Regions from separate parts of the Mus musculus genome. Here all the other regions are linked to region 1. A link is a contact called in public ChIA-PET, Hi-C, HiChIP or PLAC-seq, Micro-C and promoter capture Hi-C data. All regions are on one chromosome and are shown on one strand. Each heading gives the region's core, a stretch centred on a gene start, on an enhancer-like site or on the middle of the called end of the contact. The rest is flanking DNA. Distances are from core to core; before and after follow the strand shown.

What was found. A called contact is a pair of places that touch in the nucleus more often than the background predicts. ChIA-PET counts read pairs in DNA pulled down with a chosen protein or histone mark. HiChIP or PLAC-seq counts read pairs in DNA pulled down with a chosen protein or histone mark. Capture Hi-C pulls out chosen DNA fragments and counts their contacts.
Region 2: a Micro-C map of embryonic stem cells shows a contact between it and region 1, with 4 times the contacts expected there. The contact joins the promoter of Pgap3 here to the promoter of Fbxl20 in region 1. A contact is called at or near these places in 3 of 39 promoter capture datasets (hippocampal neurons, liver and stem cell-derived epiblast-like cells), 1 of 484 Hi-C or Micro-C datasets (embryonic stem cells), 2 of 115 datasets of contacts at active chromatin or transcription factors (memory CD8 T cells and pancreatic cancer cells) and 1 of 9 other capture datasets (pancreatic islet).
Region 3: a Hi-C map of embryonic stem cells shows a contact between it and region 1, with 2.7 times the contacts expected there. The contact joins the enhancer-like site here to the promoter of Fbxl20 in region 1. A contact is called at or near these places in 4 of 39 promoter capture datasets (cranial neural crest, hippocampal neurons, pre-B cells and 1 more), 1 of 15 datasets of contacts at CTCF or cohesin (large pre-B cells), 8 of 484 Hi-C or Micro-C datasets (the HL-1 cell line, adipose-derived mesenchymal stem cells, cortical neurons and 1 more) and 6 of 115 datasets of contacts at active chromatin or transcription factors (the SCID.adh cell line, embryonic basal ganglia, embryonic forebrain and 2 more).
Region 4: an RNA polymerase II ChIA-PET map of memory CD8 T cells shows a contact between it and region 1, with 27 read pairs. The contact joins the promoter of Stard3 here to the promoter of Fbxl20 in region 1. A contact is called at or near these places in 5 of 39 promoter capture datasets (cranial neural crest, hippocampal neurons, liver and 1 more), 5 of 484 Hi-C or Micro-C datasets (embryonic stem cells and erythroblasts), 2 of 115 datasets of contacts at active chromatin or transcription factors (memory CD8 T cells and pancreatic cancer cells) and 3 of 9 other capture datasets (adipose tissue, liver and pancreatic islet).
Region 5: a contact with region 1 is called in an H3K27ac HiChIP or PLAC-seq map of embryonic stem cells, with 5 read pairs. The contact joins the enhancer-like site here to the promoter of Fbxl20 in region 1. A contact is called at or near these places in 4 of 39 promoter capture datasets (cranial neural crest, frontonasal cranial neural crest, maxillary cranial neural crest and 1 more), 1 of 15 datasets of contacts at CTCF or cohesin (large pre-B cells), 4 of 115 datasets of contacts at active chromatin or transcription factors (effector CD8 T cells, embryonic stem cells and memory CD8 T cells) and 1 of 9 other capture datasets (adipose tissue).
Region 6: a promoter capture Hi-C map of liver shows a contact between it and region 1. The contact joins the promoter of Neurod2 here to the promoter of Fbxl20 in region 1. A contact is called at or near these places in 3 of 39 promoter capture datasets (the SN4741 cell line, hippocampal neurons and liver), 2 of 484 Hi-C or Micro-C datasets (both in embryonic stem cells), 1 of 115 datasets of contacts at active chromatin or transcription factors (pancreatic cancer cells) and 2 of 9 other capture datasets (adipose tissue and liver).

What each region holds. Positions count from the first base shown.
Region 1 is chr11:98,147,389-98,151,682 of GRCm38.p6, forward strand. It overlaps Fbxl20 (F-box and leucine-rich repeat protein 20), which reads right to left and starts at 2,228. Exons shown (of 15, transcript NM_028149.1): 1 at 1,928-2,228. The coding sequence starts at 1,969.
Region 2 is chr11:98,398,745-98,403,038 of GRCm38.p6, forward strand. Pgap3 (post-GPI attachment to proteins 3) reads right to left here and starts at 1,746. Exons shown (of 8, transcript NM_001033537.2): 1 at 1,471-1,746; 2 at 141-238. The coding sequence starts at 1,651.
Region 3 is chr11:97,903,962-97,908,255 of GRCm38.p6, forward strand. No RefSeq gene overlaps it. Among named protein-coding and RNA genes, the nearest start is that of Fbxo47, 22 kb to the left of the region's middle. Within about 2 kb of position 2,345, at least 16 of the 459 cell types and tissues checked have an H3K27ac peak or open chromatin away from gene starts, as enhancers often do. A contact at or near this core is called in embryonic stem cells, where this site is marked.
Region 4 is chr11:98,355,866-98,360,159 of GRCm38.p6, forward strand. Stard3 (START domain containing 3) reads left to right here and starts at 2,503. Exons shown (of 15, transcript NM_021547.3): 1 at 2,503-2,643. It overlaps Ppp1r1b (protein phosphatase 1, regulatory inhibitor subunit 1B), which reads left to right. Exons shown (of 7, transcript NM_144828.2): 6 at 960-1,082; 7 at 1,168-1,931. The coding sequence ends at 1,205. It overlaps 1700003D09Rik (RIKEN cDNA 1700003D09 gene), which reads right to left and starts at 2,418. Exons shown (of 3, transcript NR_045477.1): 1 at 2,372-2,418.
Region 5 is chr11:97,947,534-97,951,827 of GRCm38.p6, forward strand. All of the region lies in intron 7 of Plxdc1 (plexin domain containing 1), which reads right to left. Among named protein-coding and RNA genes, the nearest start is that of Plxdc1, 37 kb to the right of the region's middle. Within about 2 kb of position 2,313, at least 80 of the 459 cell types and tissues checked have an H3K27ac peak or open chromatin away from gene starts, as enhancers often do. A contact at or near this core is called in embryonic stem cells and memory CD8 T cells, where this site is marked.
Region 6 is chr11:98,327,106-98,331,399 of GRCm38.p6, forward strand. It overlaps Neurod2 (neurogenic differentiation 2), which reads right to left and starts at 2,540. Exons shown (of 2, transcript NM_010895.3): 1 at 2,329-2,540; 2 at 1-1,236. The coding sequence starts at 1,231. The coding sequence ends at 80.

The DNA of each region.
Region 1 (4,294 bases), core at 978-3,477:
AGAATTTCTCTATGCATCCCGACTGTCCTGGAACTCTCCATGTACATTAAACTGGACTGGAATAGGCAGAGATCTGCCTGCCTCTGACTCTTGAGTGCTGCGCTTAAAGGTGTGCAAAAGAGAGCCTGGCAGGTTTGAGTATTTAGAAATTCATGAAGCAAGCAGGACAGTGTGGCACATGCTTTTAATCCCAGCACTCCAGAGGCAGAAGCAGGCAGCTCACTGAGTTTGAGGCCACCCTGGTTTACAGAGCAAAGTTCCACAACAGCCAGGGCTAACACAAAGAAACCCTATCTCAAAACAAAACAACAAAAAAACCCTAAAAACTAAAAATAAAAGCTGAAACAAACCCAAGCAGCAGAGGACAGCGGCTCACATCTAGGACGCTAACTAGCACCTGGGAGGTGGAGGAAACCACCTCAAACTCACTATGGCTTTAACGCACAAATGAGGATCTGTCAGGCTTTCCTCAGTCCTCACCCCAAATGGGAAATTCTCCACTCGGAATAGCAAGTCGGTCAAGAACTATCGAAGTTTTGGACTCTTCCTTTTGAACTCTTTTGGGTAACCCTAAACTGTCAGGTGTCCAGGTAGTAATTTCAATGGTAAAGACTTTCACAGTAGTACTGAACTTGAAACCACCATAAATTATTCTCTTTGGCGGCTCCACTTTAGAGCAATACAACATTTTACATAGGCAGTTTTTATTATTATGCCTCTCCCCCAACCCACCATTAAGTTACAAATGAAAACTCTAATGTAACCAATGAAGTTCTCCACTCCTCACTGCGACTTGGCATACTAAGTCTGAATTTACAGTCTCTCCACAGCTCTCCCTCCTACCTTAACTTTATAACTATAAATACTTTTTCAAGAAATACTAAGACTATACAGAAGTTTCGCCCCTAGGTGAGACTTTCACCCGAAGCCCACAAACTTTTTGTCTCAAATTTATCTTTTAAAGGGAGCTGAAGGGAAACACTGGGTGTTAAAAATACAACAAGAGAGAGGAGACAGGAAGCCAGCAAGTGAGATGAACACTGAGCCTGGGCCCAGCACAGGTCAGTCAGCCTGAGCCTCTGCCAGAAAAGGCCAGGTAACATTTTCTCTTGTGTAAGTTTCTTTGTCTCTCGGCCTACCAATGAAACCTCCAGCACATCTCCAAACTACTGTATTTCATTTCACCAGTACTTAGGATACTTCCCAAAGGAATCCCTTTCTCAGTCGTGAACTCGCTTTTAAAGATCTTTCTGACTATGTACGGTTCCATTCCAAGACTACAAACCTCCTTTTCAGAGGACAAACTTAAGACAAAACAAAAAAACAAAACAAAACAAACCAGGAATGGGTTCTCCGAAGGCTCTCAGACCTTCCTCGCATTCTCGGAACAGATATCTAAGTTCCCAATAAACAATGAACCACAAAAGTATTAGACTACACGGGGAAGAGGAAGTATTAGAATATCCAAACAGCACGAAAACCCCACAGTCGCCTCTATCGTCCCAGTTTACTACCACCCCCAACTTCCTACTTCCACCGAGGACTAATCGATTCCCGCTCGGGTGGAGATTCACGAAGGCAGCAGGCGCTGGCCAGTCGGGGACTGAGTGCTTTCACTGCGTGGTGGAAGGAGGCTAGCCAAGGGCTGGGCAGAGAATGGGAAGCTGGGTGTTATGGGGGAGGGGGGATTTAGGGCGCCAGGGCTAATCCCGGCCAGGGCCCGCGGGTGGAAGGGGCAGCAGGCGAACCTCCCGGAAGGCGAGGCAAGCCGGTGCGCGGGGCTTGCGGGTCGCAAGCAGGGGAGGACGCCGGCGGCCGCATCGGGGGCGGGTGGCGGGCCGCACAAGGGAGGAGGCTCCGGTCGAGCTACTGTTTGGGGTGCGAGAGCTGGCCTTCGCCGCCGCCCGAGACCCCTCCGAGCTCACACCTCAAACCTGCTCTTGGTCACTCCGTTCACGTCCCTCCTCATGGGGCCGGCGGGTGCGGCCCGGGCAGGGCGCTGCGGCGTGCGGAGTGCAAAGATAGGGGCCAGGGCAGGCCCCGGAGTTCCGGGAGCGGGAGGCGGCGGCGGCAGCAAGGCGAGGCTCGCCCGGCCGACGCGGAGGAGCGACCGCTCGAGTCCCGCGGGGGCCTCCACCACCGCCCGCGGCGTCCGCGGCCGCGACGACTGCCAGTCGCTAGCTCGGTCCTCTCCAAAGCCTCAACTTCAACCCAAAACAAAAACACTCCCCACCTGCCAGCAACGCCGCTCCTCATTGGGCAGAGCCGCCCGGGCCTCGGAACGTCGGGGGAGGGGAGGAGCGCTCGGCGGCGGCGGCGCGAGCCCACCCCTCCCCCACCCGGCGCAGCCCCGGACGGTGAGCCCGCGAGCGCCTGGAACGTGGGGTGACCGGGCGCCAGCCCACCAGGACAAGGAGAAGCAGGGAAGTGCCCAAGTGCGCGCCTGCTTCGGTGCGCGCGCGGGCGTGGGGGGGGGGGGCACGGTGTGTGTGCTGTGGGGCGGGTGCGAGTGCGCGCGTGCCCGCGGACCGGCGAGAAGAGCAGAACAGGGACAGGAACATCACCGGATCCCCTCCAGCACTGCGAGGGCTCACTGGCACGTAGCGACCCACGCGGAACCTGAGCTTTCAGCCTAGGGTCCCCAGCTCTGATCTGATCACTTCCCCGGCGGCCTGAGCTGGCACCCACGTCTTTCTGACCACCCAGCTCCCGTCCTCTATCACTCACTGTCGCCTTGAACCCAAAGTGCAGCAGGCGGTCCCTGCTCGGAGCCATTTTCCTCCTCTTTCTAGACGTCTCTAGGTTGGGGCAGTGCCGCCGCCGCTGCCGCCGTAGGTGCTGCCGCCGCCTCCCCCACCCCGGTGAATTGCATTACGGGGTGCTGCAGGGAGGCCTGGGGGGCCCCTGCGGGGCGGATGGCTCTCAGTGCCAGGCTCCAGAAGGCAGGAGCTGGTTGCGCTAAGAGGAGGACGTAGCGCCAGCTCTGCACAGGAGCTGGCAGCGAGGCTACACCTCGGGATCAGGGGGTGCAATGCCCCAGCCCAGTACCCATTCCTTGGGCCGGGGGAGGGGCTGGCGTCAATCGGGTGGGGGCGGGCAAGGCACAAGGGCCATTGGCGTCCCCGCCCCTCCGGCCGCTGGCGCCCAATGGGCTGCAGCGGCTGCTCACCCTCCAATCGGAGAGCTGGTTCGTGAGAGCCACGGCGTGACGCCATTTCGGCGGGAGAAACAAGCATGTAGGAGCGAGTAGGCGGGGGCGGTTGCCCATAGGAAACTCTTCCATTGGATTTCGCTCCTAGTATAAAAGGTAGTCTGTCATCTTTTTGTTAACTCCAGCCTTCAAGACTTCCAAAATCTATGACCTATTTTCCACGAATTATGAAACAACCGAGAGTGAAATTGCTCCGTCAGAGACATTACAAAATGTACCAAACCTGAAATATTAAAAACTACCATAAATCCCAGCCGTCCTAATTAGACCTTAATACTGCTTCCAATTTTATGCTCAAAGCAATTACGAGTTTGTCGTCAGACCTTTTCTACTTAGTTTTAGAACTTGAAAAAGATGAACTTTTAAGAGCAAAAGTGTTACAGTATACCCACATACATGAAATAAGCAAATGTGTACAAAAAGAGAGAAAGGCTGGTCCTCTTTAAAAACTAAAAGAGCAAAATGTTGTGAACCTTTTTTAAAAAAAACTTATGATTTATAGTCCCTAAAATAAAATGTTCCTTTTTTTTTTTTTTTTTTTTTTGAGATTGTTTATGAAGCCTGTTCTGGTCGTCTGGAAGTCAGAGATCCACCTGTCTCTGCCTCCAGTTCTGGCATTAAAGGCATTTGTCACGCCTGACAGAACTTTTTTTTTTCCCTGAAGAGGCATTCCTAAGCAAACTACCTTTAAAAAACTTAGTTCTTTGGCCCACAAAAACCTAGTTCACATGAGACATTCTGAGTCCCACATGTTTTTTTTTTAAATACTTACTTTATGCATATGAGTACACAATTGAGTACACAGCAGAAGAGGACATCTGATCCCATTACAGATGGTTGGGAGCCACCATGTGATTGCTGGGAATTGAACTCAAGACCTCTGGAAGAGCAGTCAGTGCGCTAAACCTCTGAGCCATCTCTCCAGCTCTTCCTCCCCCCCATGCTTTTAAAAGTATTTACTTCAGGCAGTGGGGAAAAACAAAAAACAAAGTTTAGTGGCATCCAAAAGCTGTTTCTCCCAGCAAGAATTACTGATAAAGGTTTAACTGCAAGTCAAGAAAAGGTGAGAAAGAGAAAAGTTGA
Region 2 (4,294 bases), core at 496-2,995, 250 kb after region 1:
GGAAAAGGAAGAGATGCTGAGCGCAAGTACCTGTCCTATCTCTCCGCACCCTGTGACACTGCATCTCAGGCTGCTGGGATGGCATGGACCAGCTCGGGGCTGAAGGGCCACCATGTACCATCCCTGAGCCCCCGACTCACCTTGCCATGGAACTGAGGCACTCTGTGGCCCTCCTGAAGGTAGAGGCCAACAGTGAACCACATACACTCATACTTGCAGTCGTCCCGACAGGTCCAGCCTGAAACAGACAAACAGGACTACAGCTGTGTGAGGACTTAGGGAGGCATAAGCCTCCAGGCACGAATGGAGACCAAGAGGACCTGAAGGCTGGACAGAATCAGCGGAAATCTCAGAATCTTACTTCCCAGTTGGACAGAGAAGAGAGGGTGGGTGTGCGCTCGAGCACGCACGCACACACACACACACACACACACACACACACACACACACAGCGGGGGGGGGGGGAGAATATATTATATCAGTGGGAGCAAAGAGAATAGTTTCTTCTCCCTTGATCTAAGCTCTTAGGATCTGGCAGGCCCCTCTTGGAGACCTAGGTTCATACTTGTCCATCCTGAACCCAGGGAGGGATCTTTGGTGCCCTCCTATGTCCTGTGAAAATCGAGCTCAGACCTTTCATCAGACTCCTCAGGTTCCCCGGTACCTTTGTTTCCTTATTGCCCCTAATCTTCCTGCTCCCTGATCTCTGGGTAAACCAAGATGCTTCATGTACCCAAATCCTCCTAGGACCTCCAAGCTCTCTGTTGCCTCTGTCTGGAATGGAAACCGGATAATAATGTGGAGGAGCTGTTGGTCAAACAGGTCAGATCTGGGAATTCTGCTCTGCCACTTTACAGACGGTGTGACCTTGGGCAAGGTACTTAGTCTCTCTGAGTGTTCTCATCTTTAAAGCGGATTAGGGAAAGTATCTGACGGGGTTGTGGTGAAAGCCAGCTGACCTGCTGTGACACCCGTCCAACGTGGGTGCTCAATATGTTGGTTGACATCAATTCCATCCTGTTTAAATTGTTCTGTGGTTGAACACCCTGCCTCCACCCACTGAAGCTGACTCCGTCCCTTTCACTTCCAAATGCGTATAGTGCTTAACCTATGGGCCCATTAGGTCTCAAACTATTCTGTCTTGGAGAAGGCTAATGTTCACCTGCCTGGGGATTATAAGCCCAGAAGGGCAGGCTCCTGGTCTGCTTCCTGGGTTACTTCAGGTCTTCTTTGTATTTAAAAAGTAGTGGTTTGAATAAATAACATGAAACCTCTGGAAAGGTGGGGTAGGCTGATGCAATAGCCCCCCCCCCACCTTCCCACCCCTCCACACACACTCAGGAGGCTCCTGACATTAACACTCTTGAGAGAACGCTGAGGGAAACTGAGGTTCTAAGTTGCAGAACAGCAGGGCACAGTAGGCGGAGCCAAGACGAACAGGCGGGGCTTTCACGGGTGGGCGGGGCTTACCAGCTAGGCTCATGTAGATTGGCTGGCGGGAGCGGAAGTGCTTCAGTGCGTCTCCCGAACAGTTCCGTTCCTCGCATCGGAGCACGCAGTCGCGGTACACGGGCTCGCGGTCGCCCTGGGAACCCCCCGCGAGTCCCACTGCCAAGGTTAGCAGCAGCAGCGGCGCCGTCCGCTTGGCCATTCTGTCACTGTGCCCGGCCGCTGAGGGAGGAGCTTGGGAGAAGACGAAGTCCCACTTCCGTAACAACCGGAAGTACCTGTGTTCATCGTTGCATCCTCCGCTGACGCCCGCCCACTTTAAATAAAAGTTCCCGGATTTCAGTGGGCGGGTACCCCACCTCTATACTGCTGTCTCCTCTTTTCATATACAGCACCTAAGGAGAAGGGGCGATTTGCGCCCAGGAGCAAATTAAGTGTACTTTCTCCCTTCTATTTTACACGGTCTTTGTTTCAAGCAGACGCCTTTCTGTCACCCACTCTCTTAGATTCCAGTTTCCAAATGTTCTGGGTACCCCACTTATCCCCATTTCTTATGTCAGCATCTTGATTAAAGACGCTGCCATTAAAAGAGCTGAAGAACTTCTTAACAGGTGTCTTTGTCTCTACTTTGGTCCCCTCCAGTAGGCATTTCTCTCCTATTTAGCTTTGTGTTACTGTGATAAAGACCAACTTGGGGTTTGCTTTATGTCACCCCATCACAAGCCATCATGGAGGGAAGCCAGGGCAGGAACCTGGAGGTAAGAGCGGAAACAGAGGCCTCGAAGGAGTGCTGCCTACTGGCTTAGTCACTTAACAACACCCAGGACCACTTGCCCAGGGTTGGCACCTCCCACAGTGGTATGGACCCTCCCATGTCAATTATTAATCAAGAGAGTGTCCTCTGTAGACTTGCTGACAGGCCAGTCTGAAGGAAGCATTTATTTTCTTAATTGAGGTACCCTTTTCCCAGATGACCCTAGCCAGTGTCAAGCAGACACAAACACAAAAACGAACAACAACAAAACCCAAAACTAACCACGGCTCCACTTTCTAAAATTCAAGGTTGACCAATCTCTTTCTTACAATTCCTTACTAACTCCTCAACTCAGCCTGGCCTGGCCTGCTGGTCTTCACTCTGTTGCTCCAGATGCACTTTAAAGGTCCATGTCTCCAGAGTCTCTTGTCCTTGTGTGCTTTGGCCCTCTTGCTCCTGCTTGTTTTCCTGTTACCAATTAAAGGCTGTGTTTTAAGGATGATTGTTAGCACTGGATGGATACTATGTAGTGGCTTGTCTTTCCCCGATGGGATGGAGTCCTTTCTTGTCCTGCTCACCTCTGGCACTAAAGTAGAACTTTGCTTTCCATGGGAGACACTTTGAGATCCTTCTTCCTTCCTTCCTTCCTTCCTTCCTTCCTTCCTTCCTTCCTTCCTTCCTCCCTCCCTCCCTCCCTCCCTCTCTCTCTCTCTCTCTCTCTCTCTCTCTCTCTCTCTTTCTTTCCTTCTTTAAGTAAATGAACAACTTAAAACTGTCTGGGTGGGCTAGCCACCTGTGAGTGAAGGCTCTTCACTGAACTCGATTCCCAGAACTCAATAAAGGTGGGAAAAGAGAATCCTCTCCACAGAGTTGTCCTCTGACATCAAGTGTGCTGCAGCACACACACACACACACACACACACACACACACACACTCACACACACTGCACTCTCAGGGGCTGGGGAGGTGGCTTATCAGTGAAGAATGAATGTTGTTCCTGCAGAGGACTAGAGCTCAGTTCCTAGCATCCACAGAGGCAGCTCAGGGTCATTTGCAAATCCAGCTCCAGGGGATGGAAGAACTTTTTCCTGTCTTTTCAGGCATTGCATGTAGACACATATACCTTGATCGAGACACTTGCTTCAGTCACCCCCATCTCTGTGCCCAACCACCAGCACCCAAATCTTTCTGTAGCTTTGATGTCATGTAACTAAATCCTGCCTCCCTCCCCTCCTCCCCGCCCCCCCCCCCATTGTTTTTGTTCATGGTAATTCTCTCTTTACATCCTGGAGAGGGAATTAGGGTTGTGGGGTAGGATTTAAGGATTACTAAATCGAAGGTGGATGAGCAAGAAGTACTATGGAATTACCTTCATTTAACCAGCGAAGAGCTCAAGGGTATATCATTCACCCTGAATCTTCTGTGAATGACACTTCTTCCAGCTAAATATAACGTAAGTACTGTCTTTGAAGTGGACCATCCAGTTGATAGGGATGAGGAAATTACTGGTTTTTGTGGAGATAAGGTCTTAATGTATAGCCCAGAGTGGTCTCCAAATTAGAATCGTCCTGCCTCTGCCTCCTAAATGCGGGAGTATAGGCATTGGCCACCTCAGTTCACTCTGGGAAATTGAAATGAGAAAGCAAGCCAGGTGGGGTCACACACACCTTTAATCCCAGCATTAAAAGGGCAGAAGCAGGGGGATCTCTTTGAGTACCAGACTTACACACACACACACACACACACACACACACACCAAAACAAAACAACCCAACAACAAAGAAAACTAAAATGAAAAAGCAGGCACTGTGGTCCCCAGTAGCTGATGAGAGACACACAATCAAATCCTAATATTACAGCCAGCCCTTTACCTTTTTTTTTTTTTTTTTTTGGTCTTTATTATTCTGAGGATGTATCTTTTATGGGAGGCCATTGTTTGAACTGAGCAGCTGCAGGAGGCCCTGAGAAACCAGAGCAAGGCAACAGGGAGTGGCTCATGCTAAAGGCTACATAAAGTCAAACTGAACATGTAGAGAAGGTAGATCCCAAAGGAAACCAGTTGCTACCAAAAACAGAAGGTCTGGGTCTGC
Region 3 (4,294 bases), core at 1,095-3,594, 240 kb before region 1:
ACTTGGGAGGCAGAGCCAAGTGGATTTCTGAGTTCGAGGTCAGCCTGGTCTACAGAGTGAGTTCCAGGACAGCCAGGGCTACACAGAGAAATCCTGTCTCGAAAAACAAAAACCACAACAACAACAACAAAAGATTACAGGACTGAACTACCACATCAGCTTACTTGCCTCTGAGGCTGGTCAATACCTTTTTCATGTGTGTGTGTGTATGTATATATGTATATAAATAATATACAAATGTGTGTGTACATACACATGTATGTATGTTTATATATGTGAGTATCTATGTGTCTTACTTTTCTAGTGCTATGATAAAATACCATGACCAGGGCCCCTTATAGAGGCAAGGATTTATTTAGGCTTACGGTTCCTGAGTCTACCATGGCAGAGGAAAAGGATGGCGGCTAGATCTGGAAAGCTAGGGCTCACACCTTGAACCCCAAGCAGGAGCAGAGTGAACTGGGAGTGGTACAAGGCTTTGAAGACTCCATGCTCATCCCCAGTGCCATACTTCCTACAGCAAGGCCATACCCCCTAGACCTACCCAAATTATACCATCAACTGAGACCCACGTATTCAAATACCTGAGACAATGGGGATTGCTCATTCAAACCATCACACTGTGTATACGAATCACACACACACACACACACACACACACACACACACACACACACACACACACACACACAGTGTATGCCCATATATATGAACATATATATTCATTCTCTGTTGCATTACAAATGCCAGTGTCTCCGCCCATCCCTTCTTGCCTGGGCTACCATACTGTACCATCTCTGGCTGGCTCCTTGGATTCCCACAGTTCTTATTTCGTTCATTCACCGTGCTGTTCCCAGGAGACCTCCCGCACTCTTGCCGTCGAGTGCAAATCTGATACTTTTCCCTTGCTTGATCAAGGGAAAACATTACAGTGCTTCAGGACAGTGTGCCATTTTCCTACACCCCCATCTTGGCACACTGCTATCCTGTACCCGGCCACACCTACCCCGTGTTCCGGAACAGTGAATTGGTCACAGTTCCCAGCGGCTCAGGCTTGTGCGTATTAGTTCTATTTGTCTGGGACGGTCACTCGCTTGTCAGCCAACTTTTCCCTTCTGGTTTTTCCAGACTCAGGTCAAACGTCACCTCCTCTTGAACTCGGCCTGGTGCATCCTCTCCTTTGCCCCAGCTGAACTTTTATTATTTGCACATCTTCTGAGCATTTTGTTGGTAGGGTAGAGCCTAGTCTACTGATGTTGGTTGTAAGGCTATGAGGGCAAGAGCCTGCTTCCTATTCTCTTTGGGTCTTTGGTACCTAATATATCTCTCTCTTTTTGAGACAGGTCTTATGTAGCCCAGGCTGGGCCCCTCAATATGTCGCCAAGGATATTTATCTTTGAATTTCTAATCTTCTTGCCTCTATCTCTTAAGTGCTGGGATCACAGCCTTGAGCCACCATGCTCAGTTTATGTAGAACTGGGGATTGAACCCATGGTTTCGTGCAGGCTAGGCAAGCACCTACCAACTGCACTGAGTCTTCAGCCTATGAACTTCTCTTCACTGATTCTTTGATCCCGAGCTTTGATAAGCTATGTGATCTTGGGTGACCCATTTAACTTTCTTGCATTTTAGTGAAAACAGTAAGTCCTTTGTGAAGATGAGGTGAAATAAAACAGACTGATGCTGTGTAGCTCACACTCCACTTCTCTAAGGACTTGCTATGTTCACTAAATGCATCACTCCTTTGATCTGCATGCTTTTTACTCTATTGTTGAGGTTCTGACAGGAAACCCATGCTCTGACACAAGCTAGGCATGTGCTAAGCTATCATTAGTCTGACTGTGCGCTCTCTTGCCTTGGGACCTTCTCTATCATCAAACGCCCTTTGCCTCCAGACTCCTCTTCTGCTTACAAACCCCTTCTTGTGTCTCCCATTCTGTACACAGGCTCCCCTCAGCCCCACCTCCATCTGGAGTGGGACTTTCTTCTCTGCATCCTGCCAGAGCCCTTCCCAGAGTGTTTCCCTTGGCTTCCATAGCCCTCACACCCACTTCTTTGTTAACCAACACAATCTGGATCCTGCCCTCCCACAGCCTCATCACTGTGTCCTCTGAGAACTCTCTTGCTACTGGGTGGTAGCCCAGGTTTGCTCACTGGATTTCTGGGGCATCCTGGGGTCATCTCCTGGCCTAAGCCACTCCTCCCTGTCTGCCTTGACTCTGCCCTTGCCGGAGTCTCCTTTTCTTTCCTCAACAGCTAGTTGCTCTTTTCTCCTCAGTGTTGATTCAAGGCTCCACCCAGAGCCTCTTGTCTTCTCTCTGCCCTCCTGGGTGGTCACACCCTCTCCTGAGACAACTGCTAGCACAGCTTTGCGTGTGGCTCCTGCTCTGGTTTTTACTAGCAGCTTGACACATCTTGACTCTTTTCAAAATGAATCATTTTTTTAAATGTATCTTTTTAAAAAAAAGACATGGGCCCTCGGGAGGCAGAAGCAGGTTGATTTCTGAGTTCAAGGCCAGCCTGGTCTACAAAGTGAGTTCCAGGACAGCCAGGGCTATACAGAGAAACCCTGTTTCGAAAAAACCAAAAAAAAAAAACCAAAAAAAAAAAAAAAAAAAAAAAGACATGGGTGCTGGGAACAAAACTTGGTTCCTCTGCAAAAGTAACGCATAACACAGGCTCTTAAGCACTGAGCCTTCTCTCTAGCACCTCCGGGAGTCTTTCCTATTGGAGAATTATCTAGATCAGGGTGGCCTATTTAGTCCTGTCTGTGGAAAATGCCTTGATTGTTAATTGTGGTAGAAAGACCCTGCCCACTATGGGAGGCATCATTCTCTATGCAGGGAGAGTCCTGAACTGCATAAGACAGAATAAAGAGAGATGGCAGCCAGCTTCTTCTCTCTTTGCATTGACTGTGGATTTGATACGTTAGGTTCCTGCCTTGAGTTCCCTGAAATAATGGAATATAGCCTGCAATTATCAGTAGAATAAACTGCTTCTTTCCTAAACTGTTGTCAGAATCTTTTATCACTACAACAGAAATGAAAGTAGGACCTTCCCAGGCCACAAGGTTAGTGGGGCTGGCGTTCTATGTGTCCAGCTGCTGGGCAGATATTTTTAGCGGTCTTGTCCCAACCCAGAAGCACCGTCGCACTGCCCTTTCCCACGCATTCTCTTCCGCCCCTGCTCCTGTTACTTCTGTTAATGTCCCCATCATTCTTTTGCCATCGGATGCTCCTGCTGCGTATCCAGTCTCTTGCCAAGCAGGTGCTCTCATTAAAGCAACCCTGTCTGCCCAGTTTGACTTCCCACTGTCCCGCTGAGGGGCTTCAGTATCTCTCAAAAGCATCTCTGTAGACCTTCACCAAAAAATATGTATTGAGCACTTGAAAATAAGAAACCAGTACCCTATGTGGCTATTCTAGGATGCTGAGAGCCAGGAAGGGGCTTATATAAAGGCTCACTATCCAAGGGGGCCAGAAAGAGGGAAGTACGTAGAGTAGGGTATACTCAGGACCCTGTGCCTGCCCTCCCTGGCCGCCACCGATCCTCTACTGCAACCTATGATGTCTGCTGTGCCCGGAAAGCATTCCTTAGATCTGTGACAATTCCACCAGTCCCCTTCCTTAGTGGGAGGCCTCAGCATGCCTGATCAGGTCTTTACAAAGTGCCCAGCAGCTTCTCTAAAGTCAATACCCATTTCTTCCCTTACCCTCCACCACAGCCCATCCTCCCTCCACCACAGGCCACCCTCCCTCCACCACAGCCCACCCTCTACCACAGCTTATCTACTCTCCACCACAGCCCACCCTCCACTACAGCCCACCCTCCATCACCTTCCTCCACCATAGCCTAAGATCCCTTTACCATAGCTCACCCCCACCACCACAGCCCACCCTCCACCACAGCCCACCCTCCACCACAGCCCACCCTCCAGAGCTCTAAAGAACCCTTGCTTCTGTCCCTGCACCTTCTTTGAGCTCCCACAGCTGTTCTGACAAGTTGTCCGTCTGTCCCTAGAAGATGTGACCCTTCTGTCCAACAGAATGGCCAGGAGGAGCAAACCCTCTTCTGCTGGAGACTCAGAGGGCAGCAAGCCCAGCTGTGTCTTCACCAGCAACAAGAGCCCTGCCGAATGGAGCAGACAGATGGCTTGTCAAAGAATATAGATAAGAACAACGCCAGCCATCTTGGTAAAGGCTGTCACCAGGAGCTGGAGGGCAGCCAACTGTGTGGCACCAAGATCTGTGCATGCCTATGGAGGGAACCCAGAGTCCTGGGAAATATCCTGTGT
Region 4 (4,294 bases), core at 1,253-3,752, 210 kb after region 1:
ACCCCTGAGAATGTCTTTTCCTTCCTAGGATAGGGTGGGAGAGTGCCCTCTAGTGTCCAGATGTAGAATTGACGATTTAAGAGCCAGTCTGGTCTGCACCTCTACTTTAACCGCAGCAGCCTGGAGATAAGGCGCCTAAAACCTACACAGGAAGCTGCAGAGCCAGAAAGAAATCCCCAGGAGATGCCCCAGCACTAGACAACTAGGCAGAATGACCTCACTCCCTCTCATGGTTGTGTCTTCCACTCCTGGCCACCAAAGGCTGTGCTTCATCTGTTTAGCCTGGTGCACATTAAACTTTTTGGACCTGTTTTTTTTTTTTTTTTTTTATGGGAATGACACACAGTCTCCCGCTCCCATTCAGCTCTTGGGCTCAGACAAAAAAGCCTTGGGTCTCCTTCTTGCATCTCTGGCTGTGAGGTGTCAGTGAGCTCCTTCTGAGCCCCCACCCCCACCTGAGAACAGATGGGAGATGAATGAAAGCGACTCCCTCAGGAAGGAGAAGGGGGCCCTGAGTCACATGACCGGACCCTCAAGGAACAACATCAATTTCCCGAATTCCGGAATAACTCTGGAGACCAGTTCTGGGCCTCTTGAGAGTATAGGATCTCATTCTGCAATCCAGGTTGGCCCGAATCTTAACAGTGCACCTCAATCTTAATCAATGACCTTGAATTCAAAGCAATCCTCCTGCTTCAGCCTCCTGATGGCTGCATTTTTAGTGTAAGCCTCCACACCCAGCTTCCCAGAAGGTATTATCTAAGGTAATCTACACCGATCTTCTTACATAATATTTCCTTTGGAAAAGTGCCCATGAACTAAGTTACAATCACGGGGACAGAAGTCCAGGCCAGTGTTCTGCCCGTTATGCAGCAATGGATGTCTCAGAAGCTCAACCTCAAGCCATCAGAGAGCACCAGAGGGGCACTCAGCCTATGTATGTATGCCCTCTCTTTCAGTGGGGCAGAAGCCTACTTGTGGCCGGGGTCTGGAGGGGCCCTGGGAGCGCCCACCTCCTCTGGATGAGCCCCAGAGAGATGGAAACTCTGAGGACCAAGTGGAAGGCAGAGCAACACTAAGTGGTGAGCTTTGGAGTGTGGGCTGGGGAGGTGGGTGGGAACCTCATGGGCCAAGCCTGGCCTTGAGTCCTCTTTATTTGTCTTTCAGAGCCTGGAGAGGAACCTCAGCATCCCAGCCCCCCCTGAGCCTGGCACATAAGCTCAGAGCCCTGTATCTCCCAGGAGGAAGTGTTCCCCAGAAACCCACTCTGTCCCCACCCTCCTTTGTACCCTGTCTTTCACCTGCTAGGGCTGCGGCTTCTGACTTTTAGAAGACTAAGGCTGGTCTCTGTTTGCTTTGGCTGAAGCCCAGAGTCCCCAATGCCTTTCCCTGCCAGTCATTCTTCTATTTACCCGGTGGGAGTAGGGAGGTGAGAGAGCCCACACTGGAAACCCCAGAAGGCCATAAACAACCATTTATTCTCCACAAGTCCCCTCCCTCTCCAGATTCTCTCCCCTGGGCACAGGAGACCCACAGGGCAGGTCCTAAGATCTGGGGAAAGGAGGTACTGAGAGCCTACAGGTGCCCTGAGATCTCCTCCTTCCCCTACCAGTGGTGGGCGTTGAGTCCCCAACCCTCTCATAGACTTCAACCAGGGCTCAGGTCTCACGCATTCTTTGCAGAGCCTCAACATGTCCCTCCCTTAGTATCCCATTCCTGCTGGGTGCCTGCAAGATGGACTGGCAGAGGCTGCTTGCTGCGTTTTGTTTGTGCTTTGGTGCCAGGAATGCACTTACTATCTGTCCTTAGGGGGCCACACAGTGGGGGGAGCCTGGTTCTCCTTGTCCTCCAGCAACTTGGTTCCCTTCCCCTTCTTCCCTTACTCTAGGCCTGAACCCCTCCTACGCTGTAATAAATCTTTGTAAATAATTGTCCTGAGACTCCTCTTTCAGGGGAGGGAGGAGAGACCGGGAAGTAATGGTATGTTCTGACAGGAAAAATGGTGGTTATCTTAGGGTCAGGATCTTGCCTCTCGTGTCCAGCCCTTCCCAGGAAGGAGCCTTTCCTGCAGGCTATACGCATGGCAGACATACTAGCTCCTGAGGGAGATGGCTAAAAGCCAGGGGAGAACAAAGGTCCTTTAAATATGTGTGATGGATGTGGTGCTGCGCGTCAGTAATCTCAGAACTTGGAAGGCTGAGTTCGTGGCCAACCTGAGAACGTCTCAAAAACGAAAAATGGATTTCTCCAAGGGACTTGTGCTCACAAATCGGCCCTCACACAGTTCCCCTTCACTCCACAGTGTCAGGCCTGTATGATCTAATAACCAAGACACCCTGGGGTTTTATCCCTTGCTCCTGCACGGTCTTACACAGTTTAACTTCGGTTGTGGCTCCGCTTCCGGACCTCGTCTCCGAGAGAGGGGCGGACCGGGGCGGAGCTTCAGGGTCACACGAATCCCGATTGGCTTTGGGGGCGGGCTCGGGGGGGCGGGTTGGCTTTGGGGGCGGGCTCGGGGGGGACGGGCTCAGCGGCGGAAGTAGCGCCGCCGGGAGCTCTCCTTCCGCTCTGAGGAGTTGCCAGGCCGTGGAGCGGGACTGCGGCTGAGGCAGGAAGAGTGGGGGCCGTGGTGACATGAAGCAGGTGGGTTGTGCGGCGGTCGCAGGCACCGGGCGGTGGTACAAGAGCTGTCTCTACCCGACGGATCCCGCTTTCCTGCCCGGTGTCCGTCTTTGGTTCGGTCCGACCCAGCCCACACCCCTCGCGCTCCGGGTTCCGCCCCCTTCCTCTCCACTCGCTGCTGCGCGCGCAGGGCTGGGGAGGGGGTGTCTTGGTCTTTACCCGAGAGGGTCCGGAGGACGTCTGCGGCCGCTTTCCTAAGCCTTCTTTATAGTAAGAGGAGAGGCAAGGAGTCGGTATCTAAGTATTATGGGGGACAGAATTGGGTGTGGGAAGGGGCCAGACTCAGGGAAAAACATACTAATCGGCTGCCTCTCTGCCACCCGCTGTTTCCCACAACTTCCGTTGGAAACATCCACGCATAGCTTCCCAACGATATCAGAAAGAAGGCTCTTTAAACTCTTCTCAGAAGTGCTTGCTACTGTTGGCTTTCATTCCTGACATACTTCCACCCTTTGACTCCCCAATATTTCCTGATTTTTCCTCTTACCTCTCTGACAAGAGGGCAGAAGAATCTCTTTACGTTCACGCTGGCCCAACCCGCCTCACTGTGCATTGATCCTGGATGGCCTCATCCACTGTTGTCGCATCAAGTTCACGTTCACTGAATATTCAGATGGACGATAGCAGCACATCCCCTTCCTGGGCTCCAAATTAGCTGCCTGTCAATTATGCCTATGGGATACCTTCACTTTGGGATGATCTCACAGGTTTCAAACGTGAGCTGATCTTTTCTCTGTAAATTTATCCTTCCACTCTTGTCTTATCCAGGAGAAAAACTCCGGAATTGCCTTAACATCTTTTAACCCTGTTTGCTCAGAGGTGCCAGTATAGCTAACTCCCTGAACCTTCTCTGTCACTACCCTTGTTGACGTGTCTCTGGACATTTCCAGCAGCTTGTGGTCCTAATTGCTTGCAGGCAAGTCTTCAGAATCTAGCTCTTGCAGACTTTTATATCACGAGTCTGGTTATGTCACTTGCTTGCTTCCCATTGCCTGTGGGGAAACGACTGTGTGCTTGTTTACTGTAAGATGTGCCTGGCTCACATAGGGTTCTTCGTGTATATAGCAGCACCTCTTTCCTCTCTGATCTGCTGGGCCTCCTCCTGATGTATCCTTCAGGAGTCCTGCTCAGAGAGCACCATCTCCACACTGCCCACCTCCATCTCAAAGGCTGGCCGCCCTGCCCATCTGTGTCCTCTGAACACTCTTAGTGTCATAGCTGACATATAGACCCATGCACCAGCCTGCTTGAGTTTTGATATTGTTTTGAGACCTTGATGAAGTCAGTATCTTCCTTTCCTCTTTTGGAAGATGGAGATAGTAATGTGCCTACCTTGTATAGATGTGAGAATGAATGAAGTACTGTGTAGTGTATGCATCAAGGGACCAGGCCTATGAGTGCCTAATGAACACACGTTAGTTAGCATGTCCTGTGTAAGAGCACTCTGGCTTGCTGGTTATGAGTTAATTTCATCGGCTGCGTGAGAATGCTTGGTGTGGCTCGCTTCTCATTCTGTCCCTGGGTCCTAAGGTGAAATCCTGGACTCACCGGGAACAGGATCTGGACCTACTGAGTGGAATGCTATTCAGGAGTGGAAAAGATCCAGCCTTTG
Region 5 (4,294 bases), core at 1,063-3,562, 200 kb before region 1:
GAGAAACACTGAGGTCTATGGAAAGTCTGCTGCCCCATCCAGGCCAGACGGCCGGTGGCTCAGAAGCGAGGCTCACATTGTCAGCTCTGCTCTCACGTCTGCCCCTAGTGGTCCAGCATTGCTTTGGTTGGTCAGGAGTGTTAGGGCTCACCTGCAATCCTAGGACTGGGGAGGGGAGGGGGGAAAGGAAGGGAGAGGTGGGTGGGGAGGGGAGAGGGAGGGTCAGGATGCAATCCTGTCTCCGAAGAAACATGAAGAGGAGGGGGAAGAAGGGGGGGGGAGGGGGAGAGATGAAAGGAAAGTGGGGAGGGAGGAGCAGGAGCAGGACCACCATTAGTAGATATTGAAAGTCCAGCCACAAAGCATGTTGTAACCATTGTTTGGAAATGTGCAATGATGGGTCTCTATCTGTCAGTCTGTCCTCCTGTCCGTCCATCCATCCATCCATCCATTGGTTCCTTTGTTGATTCGGTTATTTGGTAAATAATCGAGATTAGAAGCCAGCAGAAAACCCTGAGAAACTTTCAGCAGAGCAGGGGGATCAGATGTTCAAGTCCAACCTGGGCTAGCCAGGAAATATGAGATATGTTCACTAAGGCAAAGCAAAGTCAGAGAATGAAAAAGCAAGATTCCAGGGGCCAAGTGCTAGGAAGACAGGATGAAGGGGAAAGGAGTGGAGGCAGGGCCTTGGGTCGGTGGAGGTGGGGAAAAGACTCTATGCTTCTAAAAGTATACTTTTCTTATAGTAATTTTTTTCTTATAATAAATTAACAGGGAAAAAAAGGAATAATTTTCTTAGCCAGGAGGCGCTAGTACAGACCTTTTTTTGTTGTTGTTTTTTCAAGACAGGGTTTCTCTGTATAGCCCTGGCTGTCCTGGAACCCACTTTGTAGACCAGGCTGGCCTCGAACTCAAAAATTCAACTAGTACACACCTTTAATGGAAGCACTTGGAAAGCTGAGGCAGGCAGATCTCTGTGAGTTTGCAGCCAGCCTGGGGCAGCAGAGTTCCAGGACAGCCAGGGCTTTACACACACACAAACACACACACACACACACACACACACACACACACACCCTTACTTTTCTTTGTCCTCTTCCTCACCCCCCCCCCACCTTTGAGATAGGGCCCCTTGTATTCCAGACAGGCTTAGAACTCCCAATGCAGCTGAGATGCCCCTAAGCTAACCATCCTCCTGCCTCTGCCTCCTGAGTTCTGGGACTATAGCAACACAGCATCATGTGAGGCTCTATGAAGAATCTTTTATCAGGAGAGTAAAAAGTCAAAATGGGTCAGATGTGGTGGTTGCTCCCCACCCCACGCTCTCTGGCTGCTCCCTCTCACTCCCTTCTCCAGCCAGCTCTGGGTCCTCTGCCTCTTTCATGGCCACCACTGCCACCCTGGCGAAATAAAGTCTCTTAAGACAAGTGAAGGGAGTCTTGTCAGTCTGTCCAGCTGAATGAAGAGCACTTAGACCACCACGGACGATCTGAGCGCTTCTGCAAGCAGATGCTGCTGACATGCTTTTCTCTGCAGACTCTGGGCACAGTGTGAGCAACAATGTACGCAGGGGAGTAAAGGTAAGAAACCCAGCCGTGTTCAGCATCTTCTTCCCGTCTCAGGAAGGAGGTCATCCTGAGACCTCTCCCATCCACCCAGCTTGGCATGGTGAAAACAAGGACTTAATGGCTCGAGCATCTTTGGTTGTTGCTGATGCTTTGCTTTACTGTATTCTTGTGTGTGTGTGTGTGTGTGTGTGTGTGTCTGAGTGTGTGTCTGTGTGTGTGTGTGTCTGTGAGTGCATATGTGTGTCTGTGAGTGCATATGTGTGTGTGTTTGTGAGTGCATATGTGTGTGTGTTTGTGAGTGCATATGTGTGTGTGTCTGTGTATGTGTGTCTGTGAGTGCATATGTATGTGTGTGTGTCTGTGTGTCTGTGTGCGTCTGTGAGTGCATATGTGTGTGTGTCTGTGTGTCTGTGTGCGTCTGTGAGTGCATATGTGTGTGTGTCTGTGTGTGTGTGTGTCTGTGAGTGCATGTGTGTGTGTGTGTCTGTGTGTGTGTGAGGTGCATATGTTTGCATGTACGTGGTGGAGGCCAGAGGTCAATGCCAGCATTTCCCTCTTGCTCCCCACCTCATTTTTTGAGACATGGTCTCTCACTGTACCTGGAGTTCGCTGCTGGGGCAACACTAACCGGTCATTATGCTCAAAGGTACCTGCCTCCTCTGTGCTACAGCTCCTGGAACGTGGCACCATGCCTGGGCTTTCCGTTGATGCTGGGTGTGGCACCGTGCCTGGGCTTTCCGTTGATGCTGGGTGTGGCACCATGCCTGGGCTTTCCGTTGATGCTGGGTGTCTGAGCTCAGGTTCTTAGGCCCGCTAGCACCGAGTGCATTTTATCTGCTGAGTCATCTCCCTGGACTACTTGTTTGGTTTGAATTTTTTTTTTTTTTTTTTTTTGTCTTTGTTGTTTGGTTTTAGTTTGCATGGTTCTCAAGACAGCATCTCCCAGCCTGGCCTTGAACTCCTTGATCCTCCCGCCTCTACCACCAGAGTGCTGAGGTTGCAAACATGTCGCTACACGCAGATCGCTGGGGAATCTTCGATATCAGGAAAACTGAATTCCTCTCTGTATCATCTCAGACAGGAAAGAGCTGAATGCGTGCACAGGACAGAAGCAGACCTCCCGTTCTGTGCTTGGACAATGGGGTATCCATGGAAACAGCACTGCAGAGCACCGCCTGACCGGGTTCAGCCCCGGGCATTTGGGGTTTACTGCTACTCACAGCTCAAGTGAATCCAAGCAAATTCTCTGCTTGCTGAGTGGATCGGAACAGACTCAAGGGAGTCTGACATTTTAGCCACTGAAGAGTCATCACTCCTGAAAGCAGGGGCTGGGGCTTATTTTATTTTATTTTTGTGGTGCCAGGGAGTGAGCCCAGGGCCTTGCACGAGTTACGTGGCACACTTTAAAACTCAGTGAAGGTCGGGGATACTGCCTCAGAAAAATGCTCTGATGTGCCTCCCCCTGTTACCCTGACAATGGATGGAGCCTGGGGCCTTGCGTGTGGCACACAAAGACTCTAACCACTGAGACACACACACACCAAGCCCCTCTCTACTGTTCTAACAACAGACACACCACAGTGAGTTGCATGCATTGACCTCCGGCCCTAAACCTAGTATCTAGGATTAGAACTGGGACTTAAATTTAACAACAGGACCTGCATAGAGCCACATAGCATGGAGGAAGGCGAACCACAAACTTCAGCTTTAGGAAGAATTGTTGCCTTGTGCACAAGTTCAAAGACTGCTCCTTACACATCCAGCCAAGACAGGAGATGGTCCACCATGGAAGACACGAAGAACCTAGGACATCATGACATGATAAAGGGACAGGGGCTTTGTGGAAGTGGATACTTTTGAGCAGCCATGGATGCTGGGATCTTCAAGAGTCCTACGTCCAATCCCCCATGGATACTGAGGGCATGGATACTGAAGTTAGCCTCCATCATCAACTAAATTAGATTTAGGGCAGCCTGGGAGACACATCTCCAAAGGGTGTTTCTGGAGAGGTTAAGCTGGGGGAGGGAGAACAGGCTGGGATGTGGGCAGTGTTCTCCATGGACTAGAAACCAGGACGAAGTAAAAGGAAAGACAAGGGACCTAGCTGAGCACCAGCGTTCGCCTCTCTCAGTTTCCTGACAACAGACACAATGTGACCAGTACCTCACACTCCCATCCGTTCAACCGCCTCACCACGTGGACTGTGTCCCTCAGACCATGAGCCAGCACCAACCCTCATTCCTTTGGTTGCCACTGCCATTAATTTTGTCACAGGAAGAGAAAAATAGCTGATATACAGGAAACGGTGTGGGCACAGAGATCATTCCATTTGTCCTGGGCGACTCTGAGAAGGCAAACTGGGGGGCAGAGGGCAGGGCAGTGCAGAAACCTAATTTGAACTTTATCTTTTGAGTTTTATCCTACATACTCTTCATTACAAAGAGAAATAGAGTTATAATTCCGCCTGTAGCTCCAGTTACTTGGGAGGCCAAAGAAGGAAAGATCGATGGAGTCCAACTCAAGGCCAACACAGGAAGCACAGTGAGAGTTGATATCTTAAAAAAAGAACGAGAGAGAGAGAGAGAGAGAGAGAGAGAGAGAGAGAGAGAGAGAAGGGGGCTGGAGAGATGCTCAGAGGTTAAGAGCACTGACTGCTCTTCCAGAGGTCATGAGTTCAATTCCCAGCAACCACGTGGTAGCTCACAACCATTTGTAATGGGATCTGA
Region 6 (4,294 bases), core at 1,290-3,789, 180 kb after region 1:
TGGGAGCCCCTGAGCTCGTGGGGCTGGGGCTAAGGGGCCGGACAAAGGCAAAGAAAAAGAAAGGGGTCGGCGCGAGGTCTCAGTTATGGAAAAATGCGTTGAGCTCCTCGTACATGGGGCCCCGATCGTGGTGAAGGTGCATATCGTAAGACAAGAGATTCTCGGAGTGGACGCCCCCGCGCACGGCCGACGAGCCGAAGACCAGCCCGTGGCCCGTGGGCCGTGAGCCGGGCAGCGCCGAGTAGTGCATAGAGTAGTGGTAGCTCTTCTCGTGATCGGGGGACGAGTCCTGCTTGAGCGAGAAGTTGCCGTTGAGACAGAGCGGGGGACTGAGTGGACCCTCGTACTCGGAGCTGTTGTAGTCCGGGCTAGCGCCGCCGCCACCGGCCGCCGCGTACAGCGTCTCGTAGGCGGCGCAGTAGCCGTGGGTCCGCAGGGCGTGCGCCGCGCCTCCGCCCAGGCCGCCAGCCGCCTGACACTGTGCGCCTGCCAGGCGGGAGCACGGGTATGGGTACGGATGCATGGCGAACGGGCCACCCGAGCCGTGAAAGCGGCCGGCGCCGTCCGCGCCCTGCTCCGTGAGGAAGTTACGAGAGTTTAGCTGCAGGCAGCCGGCCACCAGATTCGTGGTGGGCTGTGACAGCCCCTTGCACAGAGTCTGCACGTAGGACACCAGATCCGGCCGCTTCCCGGAGCGCAAGATCTCCGAGAGAGCCCAGATGTAGTTCTTGGCCAGGCGCAGGGTCTCGATCTTGGACAGCTTCTGCGTCTTGGAGTAGCAGGGCACCACCTTGCGCAGGTTGTCCAGAGCCGCGTTCAGGTCGTGCATGCGGTTGCGCTCCCGCGCGTTGGCCTTCTGTCGCCGCAGCTTGGAGCGCTCCAGACGCGCCTTGGTCATCTTGCGTTTCTTCGGCCCGCGCTTCTTGGGCCGCTCGCCTTCCGCCTCGTCCAGTCCTTCCTCCTCCTCCTCTTCCTCCTCCTCCTCGCCGCCCAGCTCTCCTTCCTCCTTGACCTCAGCCAACGTGGGTTCAGGGATCTCTTCTCCTCCACGAAGAGACACTGGCTTGGCGGCCCGGGCGGGTCCTGGAGCCCCCGACCCGGGAGCAGGAGGAGGCTGCGGCGGCGCGTCGCCCTTGTCGCTCCTCGGCTCGTCGTCGTCGCCGTCGCCCCAGCTGGCGAACTTGGGCACGTCCGAGAGGAGGCCGGGCTCGCTGAACAGGCGGGTCAGCATGGTGCCTGAGGGCGCCCCGGGGGCGGGGAGACAGACAGCACAGAGTGAGGGGCGCGCCGGGGTCACCACGACCCCCCAACCCGCCTCCACCCCCCAAGTCTCCGTGAGCGCCCCAGCTCAGGGGCCCCCGATGCCCACTACGTCCTGCTGCCCCGCCCAGAGCCGGCCCAGCCCTGCCCGGCTGCCAGTGGGGGACCGCGGCCCAGGCCCTTGCCCGAGATCCGGGCTCCTGCTCCGCCCCTGGCCCGGAAGGAAGCTGCTCTCGGCCGGTGTCGGGGTCCCAGAGAGCTTGACCAGGTGGGGGGTTAAGGGACCAGGTCCATCTTCCCGGGGAGGCGGTGCTCTCGCCCGAAAGCCAGCTCTCTCCCGGTGACGGAGAGAAGCTGGGCGGCCGCCGTGGGGACGCTGCCCCGGTTCCTCCTCTCCACGGTCCGGCCCCTCGGCCTGGCTCCCCAAGCCCTCCGGTGCCTCTCACCCCCAAGCTCCCTAATCCAATTTGCAAGTTGGCCGCGCGCCGCCCCCGGCCGGGCCCCCACCCCCGCAGCCCCAATTCTAGACACCGGAGCACCGTCTCCTCTCTAGCTGCTGCTTACGGGTCTCCCGGAGCGGGCTCCGGGTGCGGGGACTGAAGAAGCCGGGCGTGGGGAGGAGACCCAAAAGCGAACCCTGTTCGTCTCCCTTGCGGTCAGGGACCCTCTTCCCCTCTTCAAACTCCCTCCCTCCCACACGTCTCTACAGATCTCGTTGTATTTTGAGATCCTTGGGGAAAAATCCAAATTTATTTGTTTGCTTATCTTTTTTGGTGGTGGGAAAAGGTCACAGGTTCCTTCGGGACAGTCATGGGGGGGGTCCCATCTTCGCTTCTTCGAGTGCCTCATGACCCTTCCCCCTCAGCCCATCCTAGGCATACCATCTCCTTCCGCAGCCCCTTAAGCTGCGGCCCCAATGGGAGAGAGAACACGGGGCGCCCCCGCTGCCCATCCCGTAAGGGGGTAGGGTCCCAGGAATAGGAGAACTGGGGGGGACTTCCATGTCCGAAGCAGCGCCCCCCCACCACTAATAGCAGGTCAGATCTAGCTCCCTCTCGGACAACTTACCTCAGAGAGGAGTCAAGGGGAGAGGGGAGGGGAGGGGGGAGGGGGCAAGAGAGAGAGGGGGGAGAAGAGGAATCTTCTCGCTTATTTCATTGTTCCCCCATCTTCAGGGAGCGGGGGCAGCGGTTCCTCAAGGCGGCGGGCGCCGGCGTCTTCAGAGCGCCATGCGAGCCGCGGAGCGAGTGTGGCATCTCTACCAGGCGGGGTACCAGCCTCTATGCCAGGCCATATGGGCTTGGCACGTCACGGGCAGCAGCTATCACATGAGAGACGGTGATTGGCATGCGTCTGCATTGGGGGAGAGCCGGCTCCCCCGGGACCCGCCGCCATCTGTCACTCTCTACTCCAAAAAAAAAAAAAAAAATTAAATAAATAAAGGAAATAAATAAATATCTCTGCCGCCCTCCCCTCCCCGCCCAACGCAGGAAAAGCAGAGATTGAGAGGGAGGTGGGAGGATTTGCCCCCCTCAGATATAGAACCCCCCACATGGGAACAATGGGGTGGCAAGTCTGGGAATTGGCGGTTTGTGGTTGCCAGGCCAATTCAGGGCTCTCTCCAGGGTCTTGATCTGTCCATTTCCCTGTCTCCAGGTCCCTAAGGTGGGTCAGGACCAGACCCTGGGGTGTGGAGAAGGGACCTCGGTGCTTACTGCCGCTCCCCAAGAGAATCCCCTCCACCACAAAGGGACAGCTGAGGCTCCTTCCAGGGTGGGTGTGGGGGGCATCCCTGGCCCAAGCCCCATAGGTAGATGCTGGCACCATGCCATTCCTCATCCCTGTCTGCCCCTCCCCCACCCACCCTCACGCACACACAACATATGTGGCTGAACAAAATTCAAACCAAGGGAAAGACAGAGAAAGGGAAAGATTTGCCTCCCTGGGTGTCTGTGCCTCTGCATGGGCGTGTTGTGCGTGCGCACGCGAGTGCTCATGTGTGTGTGTGTGTGTGTGTGTGTGTGTGTGTCTGTGGGGACATGTGTGTCTATCTGTGTAGTCATCACACAGGAGATCTTTCCTTGGGTGTCAAGGGCAAATGTATGGTGGGGTGGGGTGGGGAGGGATTTGGAGATGAGCTATGTGTCCCTATCTGGGTTAAGGTGGGCACAGATCTGGATTCCTAACCCAGAAGCCCTCTTCCTCCTCTTCCTCCTCCTTCTTGAGTCACTGAGGCCTTACCACCCCTGATCCTTGCCAGGTAGGCCATCCACCAATGCCTCTCTTTTGGCCTTCTGATTTGGTTAGCTGAAGGAAAGGGTATGACTGGTTGCAGGCCGCTTAGAGTTTTTAGACAGGACCCAGCACTCTTCCTCTCTGCAGAAAATACAAAAGCCACAGAGGCTGACCCCATCAGTCACAGGAGAGGCCAGAGAGGAGAAGACCAGACAGGTGTCTTGCTGAGGGAGGTAGGAAATGGATGCTTTATTTTACAGTTCCCCTTGCAAGGTTCCTATCCTGCCAGACACAGATGCAAATGGTACAGGTTAAAGGGAGGAGCTTCCGACACACCCACCTTCCCACCAGTTCCTCACTCTGTGGTGGAGAAAATGGAAACACACCCCTGTTCAGAGTTAACCTGTGTGAGAGACAAGTACTTGCAGTCAGGGGTAGAGACCCTTGACCACACTGGACTCAGGCAGGTGCTGTCTTCAGGCCCAAATTTCTTGTCTCTCCCTTGACCTACCTGTGCACACCCAACAACCTTGGCTCACATATTCAGATGCCAGCCAGCCACATAGCAAGCACAGAACCACACAGACAAAAGGAAGACCGCACCACATCCCTTAGTCCAAGTGGATGCCCTCTGGTCTTACCTGGAGAACCCTTCTCAAGGGAGTCTTGGGCTGATAAGACAAGAATTCGACGTTCAGAATGAACAAGGTGCTCCACAGAGACACATGCTGGCTTGAAAGGCCTTGAGAAAGTCGGTATGAAGCTTGGACACTTGGAGGTCAGGGGCTGAAAGAAGGTC